2 separate regions of the Rattus norvegicus genome follow, and region 2 is linked to region 1. The links are chromatin contacts, called in public Hi-C maps. All regions are on one chromosome and are shown on one strand. Each heading gives the region's core, a stretch centred on a gene start, on an enhancer-like site or on the middle of the called end of the contact. The rest is flanking DNA. Distances are from core to core; before and after follow the strand shown. Region 1 holds the start of Ndufb2 (NADH:ubiquinone oxidoreductase subunit B2). Region 2 holds the start of Braf (B-Raf proto-oncogene, serine/threonine kinase).

Region 1 (3,587 bases), core at 874-3,373:
CAGCATCTGGGAGCCAAAAGTTGGTGGGATGGACTGAAGCTTAGAAAATGGAGGGGCTATTATCTTTAAAACTGCAGCTTTGGGGAGCTAAAAGCCAAAGAGAAACTATTTCTATTTAGTAAAGCCAGTGAAGTAGCTTAGGCTCAGTGAGTGAAGGTGCGGGCTGCCACGCCTGCCGACCTGAGTTCAGTCTCTGGGACCTACATGACAAGCCGACGTCTGCAGATTTCCCCTGACCACGTGTATACAGTGGCACTTGAGGATCCACAGACATAACAGCCACACACAGACACACATAGACACACACACACACACACCACACAGACACACACACAGACACACACACATACAGACACACACACATAATAATAATGCAAGCCTGATCGCAGATGGCAGGAGAATAAACTGCTTGTGCTCTGACCTCTCATGCATGCCTTGGTACAGGTGAGCCCACACATAACACTCAAAAATCTGAGTTTTGTTTAGGTTTAACTCCTAGGGCAGGTTTCCTGTAACATACAAGGGCAAAGAGGCCCATATGTAGGCACAGAAGGCAACTTGTTAGTCATATTTGATGTTCCCAAGTCACTAAGTTCAGGTCTGGCCTTGATGAGTACTTGACTCTTGAAACTGAAACACCATAGTGATTTTCTAGTGTGTGGAAGGCTAATGTTATAACCTAAAAGTGCATGTTCTGCAAACAACCCCAAACCATAAGCTGCCAGGGACGATCTTGTTGGATCAGTATTTTTGGTATCACAAAGATCCCTACTAGAACATAGCGAAAGTAATCCTGCAAGGCAGTGTCTTTTTTTTTTTTTTTTTTTTTTAATAAAAAATGTGTGCCATAAGCCAACTGACCTTGCAAGCACACTAGGGCAGGAAGTTCAGTTGTTATTCTAACATAGGTGATGACTGTGTCTCGTCCTATTGGAGAGAGCTCCACCTCAGAATCTGCCATGGTTGGATAGCTCCCTATAGATGCAAAGGAAGGAGGGAAGGGGTCAGAGGCTCTTGTCATCAGAATGAAAGGCCTTTGTATAAACAAGTTTTCCAGGTGATTAAAATACTTGAATAGAAACTTTACAAGGTGGAGATTTTTAGAGTATTGGCCCTTTGTATGTTAGCCACTTTTTATAGAAAAAAAGCCCGTTTCTCACCATCTCTTGAGGTTGTTAGCACAAGTCGTAGGTTTGGAGTCTATCCAGATTTGGACAGAGGCAATATTGACAGAGAAAAGCAGGCTGAGGAAGGACGGTTATTTTGTTAGTAGCCAGTGGAGCCTTTGTTTCTTGAAGGAAATCTGAAGTGAAAGAAAAAAAATTAAAGTTATTCGGAAATATGACAGTAAGCTATTCTGTAGATCTAGTAACTAAGAACAGAAATGCAGGTTTTGTTTTATGGAGATGAGCTTGAAAATTCATGTTCCCTCCCCACTCAAGGGAGGAGACTGAGTGCATCTGTGCGTCTACGTGATCCATTTGTGCTGTAGCTCCCACTGCAAGTACGGCTGAGGTCAGGTCTCAGATTTCTTGGTGATTGTTAGCCTTAACCGGACTGCCCTCACGTCCTTGTTTTTCTGCTTGCTTATTACAATAACAAGAGAGAGAGAGAAAAAAAAAAAAAACAACAACCAAACCTAAGAACCCCGAATGGTCTAAGGATTAAGGCGTTAGAAACCTTTACTCATATTCCTGGCCGCCTTATTCCAAGGAGGCAGGGTTGGGTTCCTCAGGTGACTCTGATGCCAGCGGTCCACGTTCTGAGATTTAACACCTGGCTGCTGGTGAATCATCAGGTTTCAGAACAGTACTGGAACAACGATGTTATAAACTAAACATGGCATGGTTCAGAAAGGACTTAGCCTTTAACAAGGGCCCACAGTGGCAAGAACACGCACGAAAGCACCGTTCATATAAGCCGAAGCAATAAGGTCAGCTAAGAGCACCTTGCCACGCTGCGTCACGAGACAGCCAGAGCTCCTCCCAAAGGACGATCTATCTGCCCGTTAACCCGGAGCCTCTAAGGTCCGCCAATAGTCTGAGCTTGTCCGCTGTGGCCTACCATCAGCCCCGATAGAGACGCGCGACGCAGTGACGTCACGTTCCAGGACTCGGGGAAGTGACGCATCAGGGGTGGGGACTGCTCTCCCGCTAGGATGTCTGCGCTGGCCCGCCTGGCACCTTTCGGTCGCGTTGGAGGCCGCCTGCTTCGGGGCTGCCGCGCGCGGGCAGCTGGAGACGGTGGAGTCCGTCAGTGAGTGTCGGGTGGGGACCAGGGCTCGGCCGGCTCGAACAGGCAGCGCTGCCATCCCGACGCTGTCACCTTGAAGCAGTCGCCCGAGCGAGTGCATGACACTTTGCTGCCGCCTGAGGCATGCTGGGTCTTGTAGTCGGCCTGGACGGAGACTGTGGCTTTTTGGTCGGATTGGTGGGGTAGAGGTTGGATGGCACAGGGTTAGGGGAGAGAGGCGTTAACTAGGACTTGAGTGCAAAGAATCCAGCCGTGCACAGTCTCCGGGCCTGAACCTTCCAAGTCGCTGGCTAGTGTAGGTCCGGAGCGCAAGGAGACCAGTGGAGATGGGCTCTGAGACCAGAGTGGGCCAGGCAGGGAATGCCTTGGAGGACTGAGGATTTTTCCATCAGTCCTGGGCAGCCACGGGAGACCTTAAGGTAGTAAGGTAGTAAGTTTGTTATTTTCACCATTAGGTACATTTTTACTATTAAAATTTGGCACTTTTTTTTGAGCCTCACTTTGTAGCCTCGACTGGTCTGGAATTCGTTAGTGATCCTTCTGTCTCTGCCTTTGGAGTGCTGCGATTAAAGGCGTGGCTTACTCATTTTGCCTTCTCTATCAGAGATTTGTAAGACTCATAGCTTTATTTGTTGTATTGATATTTCTCTCTCTGTCTCTATGTGTCCCACACCCCCACCCCATACTATCTCTCTCTCTTGACTGAGCTCGCATAACCCGGCAGGTTTTGTCTATCGAGAATTCCTTTAAGATCTTCATCCTCGGGGGTTGGGGATTTAGCTCAGTGGTAGAGCGCTTGCCTAGGAAGCGCAAGGCCCTGGGTTCGGTCCCCAGCTCCAAAAAAAAAAAAAAAAAAAAAAAAGATCTTCATACTCTTACCTTCTTGAGAATGCCTCCAGCTCAGTCTCACTCTAAATCCTTCACTTGGATTTCCCTTACCTCCAACCGGGGAAGGGCTCCGCTATTCGGCTAAATCCCCAGCCCTTGGTTTGGATTTTTGGGCCACAAAAGGTCCAACCCAGGTATAGTTTAGGTGCAAACCTACCTGAAGTTTGGGCTCTGGTAACGAATTCCAGCTCTCTTCCCGTTGGTTTACTATTTTTTGCCCTTTTATTATAGGGCTACAGCTTGATTCAGAAGTCTAATGATTAGGCCACTTGTTGTGGGTCTCCTAGTTACCTGAGTGGAATCCCTGTGAATGCCAGCTCCAGTACTTGCTTCCCAGCCATTTGTGCTCCGTTATTGATGCTTGAAAGAGAACCTTTATTTATTTCATTTGGCATCATGTTTATTTTAATTGGAAGTTTCCTCAGGGTATCTAGATTGCCACAGTG
Region 2 (3,624 bases), core at 633-3,132, 140 kb after region 1:
AGCTGGGATTATTTCAAATTAAGAAATAAGAAAAAAATGTGAGAAGTTTAGGCTGGTTCAAATGATGGTACTGAACACATTCTGGGGCAGAGATGGCATCAAAAGGTGGAAAACAAACATTATTGTGAACAGACTCCTAATGATTTCTCGAGAGTAGTGGATAAGTTTCCCAGGTAAATATAATGAAGCAGGAAAAAGAACATTGCAGAGATAAGGAGGGAGTATGAGAATTGGGAAACTTAAGCAGCAGGTTTATCTTTAAGTGAAATGAACAAAATTAAAGTCACTCTACTCAATTGTTTGTAAGGTGTTGTTCATGTGATACAATGCCCGAATAGTAAATGCAGTAAGTTTTACAAACAGAGAAAAGAGAATAAATTAAGTACTTTGACAAGGTAGGTTGGTTGAATGATGCAAGGACAAGCTAACAAAAGCCAAGTACTAAAGACAGGTAAACATGAAAGATGAAAAAGAAGGGACAGAAATGGCAGCGACACAGATAATTAAACCCACTAAAACCAAAAAGCCCACGAAGGGTATCAATTAAGGCGTGGATGTGCACTGAAAGGCTAACCCAAATCGCCAGCTGTGCAAGGGAGCAAAGGGTCAAGTGAAACCTGATGGAATCTTGACAGCCTTGGGGTTCTGGGAGTAAGTGGCTTCCAAAGTGTCCAAAAGGACTTGTGAAGGTAACAACAGATTGCGAGGCCAGGGAGCAGTGGAATGGAGTAGAGGCCCTCAAGAGGACCAGGGTAAGAGGAGCAAAAATGTTCTTCAGTGGAAACTAAGGTTAGAGGTAAGTAGGTACAGTTGGGAAATGAGCCGGGTGGTGGTTGAGGATAGAGGTTACAGTTAGCAAGGAAGTACTGACAAACGTTATTATTCGGGGATCAGAGACCAGGATGGGAAAAGCTTCAGAACAGTAAAAAATGGGGCTGAAAAAGTAAAGACTACACCAAAATCCCCGCCGGGGCAAAACCGGTCAAAAGAAAAATCCCCTAAACAAGTAGAAAAGTGGGAAGGGGACCAGGGCCTGCAAAGGGAAGATAGTGAGGAGAGTATTGAGAGATGCGCTCCGTCATCCCCACGACTAGGGAGTAAGCACACACGGCAGGCAGTTCCTAGGTCTAGGGGATCGAAGGGTACTGCTCCGGCCACTAAGCTCCATCCTCGACGCCGTCCCTGCCGGCTAGCTAAAAGGAAAAACATCTCAGGGATGCAGGGCTGGAAGCCTCAGTCAGGCGTGACCTTCTCCACCAACCCGGAGTTTCGCCCCCTAGGGAAAGGCTCCAGCTCTGCCCCCGCTGCCCCAACCCCATCTGGGTGGGGGCCGGGGAACCCCCCCCCGGGGGCCATCGTGTATGTTTACGTAGCGAGAAGCCACAAGACAGAGGGGGACACTCCGCAGATAACCACCTCCCCGTAGGCTGCCAAGCACCGCCGGGGCTCCGTCCGCTGCCTCGGTTCCTCACATAAACACTGACCCGCCGAGCCCCCGACGCGCGAGCACTGGGGGATGGCGCCGCCACTCACCTCTTCAGGAATGGCCGGGTCCGCGGCCGAAGAGGCCGCGGCGCCAGCGCCGGCCTCCGGCTCCATGTCGCCATTGAACAGAGCCTGTCCCTGTTCGGCGCCGCCGCCGCCGCCGCCACCACCGCCGCCGCCGCCGCCGCCACCGCCACCGCTGCTGCTGCCACCGCCGCCACTCAGCGCCGCCATCTTCGAAGCGCGAGCCGGGCTGAGTGGCCGCCGCGGGGCGGGGAGGGGGAAGGGAGGCGCAGGGCGGGCGGAGGCGGGAGCGGAGGCACGGGGGGCGTGGGCGGAGCGGCCCGGGCGGAGGCCACCTCTGGAACCCGCCAGCGGTCCCCGGCGCAGCCGAGCCTGAGGGGACTTGGGGGGGTGGGGGCGGAGACGACGAGGAGTCGCCGCGGCAACGGCGTCACCCGCAAGTCATGGCCGTGACGTCACCTGGATGCGTGACGTCATCCGAGGAGCACCCTCGCGCCGCTGTCTCCAGGGGAGTGTTCCTTCTCCTCCAACCACCCTCGCGCTCACAGGTTTCTACCCGCACAGTTTCCATGGCGCCGGCTTCCTACTTTTCCTCCGTCCCCAGCCTGTTCTGTCATGTGGGATTTACTAGAAGAGCAGGGGTGGTGTTCTAAAAGAAGTTAAAATCCTAGAGGGAAGAAGGCCGGGAAGTCTATACTACTTGTTACTGCCATTACAAAGAAGCTCTGGGTGTCGTAAAAATAAGACTTTAAAGTCCAAGGTTGAAACATCAGCCAAGCCAAATGTCATAGAAATATGTCTTAGAGCAGCTGAATTCTCAGTATGCTGTTCGTATCCTGTCTATGTTTGATCTGTTGAAGTGAATATAAATGAAAATCTAAACCTGGTCTTCAGTGTATTTGCTGCCTAGTTTCAGTCACTTACTATCAAGTGGTTCCTTCCGTGCACTAGGGCCTGAGGAAAACACATAGCCATTCTAGACATCTTAAGGATCAAAACTAATTTTTATTCCAAAGAAAAAGCATTTGTAGACCCTGTTGCAAGGCATTCTCTTCAAACTACATATGAAAAAAAAAAAAAACTGGGAGAAGAGAATTAAATTATCTTAGAGAAGCCCAAGTTGCAGAATGAAATTAAACCTAATTTCTTTATATAAATTACATGGGTAAAGTACATTTAACTCTAAGAAGGGAATAATGGAGAGAGGAAGTGTGTTGAGGAAAAGAGAAAACAGGAGTGAAAAACAGAAGTTACCAATAGTGTACAGTAATTGCCAATTTAACTGAACATGGAGTCACAGACACTGGCGTTGATTCGTCTGTGTGTACACGCGTGCACTTCTGTTAATGGGAAGGGGGCGCTCACCACTAACCTCTTTATTGCCTTCAGGATGAATTGAGAGGTAGAAAGCTTCTGACAACAGGATGTCTGCCTATTTGATCTGCTCTCCATCAGTCTAGGAACTGATGCTTCGTTTCGAGGTAAGCAGTGCATGTATGACTGCTTAGTGAATCAAAGCATTGTTCTTGTATATCGAAAAAAAATCACCAATCAAACAGCTATTCTGTGTTTGCCAATGACACTGTACGTTCTTTTCCAAGCGTGGATGCTCCCTTGAGAACTACATTTAAGTCAGAAGATGGTTTGACCCATGTGAGTGAAGGAGATGATCATAGACTATGTTATCAAGCTACCCTAGTTTAAGGCACTTTTTTTAAAGCCATAAGTACATAATGTCTAAGCATACTAAAATAGGGCCAGCAACCAAGCAAGGGACACTCCCCCTTGATTTTGTCTGAAACACAGTTAGGGTTTGGGGTGTTTTTCGTTATTGTTAGTCCCCAACTGTCCTAGTTTACTTTAGGAAAGTATTCCCTAAGAATGTATCATTATAACACTTCTTTATAACATTAAAACTTCTCAGACATTTTCTCTTTTGTTTTGTTTGAGACAGGGTTTCTCCATTTCTCCGTGTAACAGCCCTTGACTGTCCTGGACTATGACTCTCAGAGATCTGACTACCTCTGCCTCCTGAGTGCTGGGATCAAAGGCATGCACCCCCACGCTCTGCCTCTAAGACGTTTTCGATGGTTCCATTATCAGCATCAATCTATA

What was found. A called contact is a pair of places that touch in the nucleus more often than the background predicts.
Region 2: a Hi-C map of psoas muscle shows a contact between it and region 1, with 2.1 times the contacts expected there. The contact joins the promoter of Braf here to the promoter of Ndufb2 in region 1. A contact is called at or near these places in 3 of 12 Hi-C or Micro-C datasets (hepatocytes, mammary epithelial cells and psoas muscle).

What each region holds. Positions count from the first base shown.
Region 1 is chr4:69,332,184-69,335,770 of GRCr8, forward strand. It overlaps Ndufb2 (NADH:ubiquinone oxidoreductase subunit B2), which reads left to right and starts at 2,124. Exons shown (of 4, transcript NM_001108624.2): 1 at 2,124-2,256. The coding sequence starts at 2,159. It also overlaps a transcript of Braf not described here.
Region 2 is chr4:69,475,049-69,478,672 of GRCr8, forward strand. Braf (B-Raf proto-oncogene, serine/threonine kinase) reads right to left here and starts at 1,883. Exons shown (of 19, transcript NM_001427466.1): 1 at 1,534-1,883. The coding sequence starts at 1,719. It overlaps LOC134486574 (a long non-coding RNA gene), which reads left to right and starts at 2,701. Exons shown (of 2, transcript XR_010065785.1): 1 at 2,701-2,990; 2 at 3,464-3,624.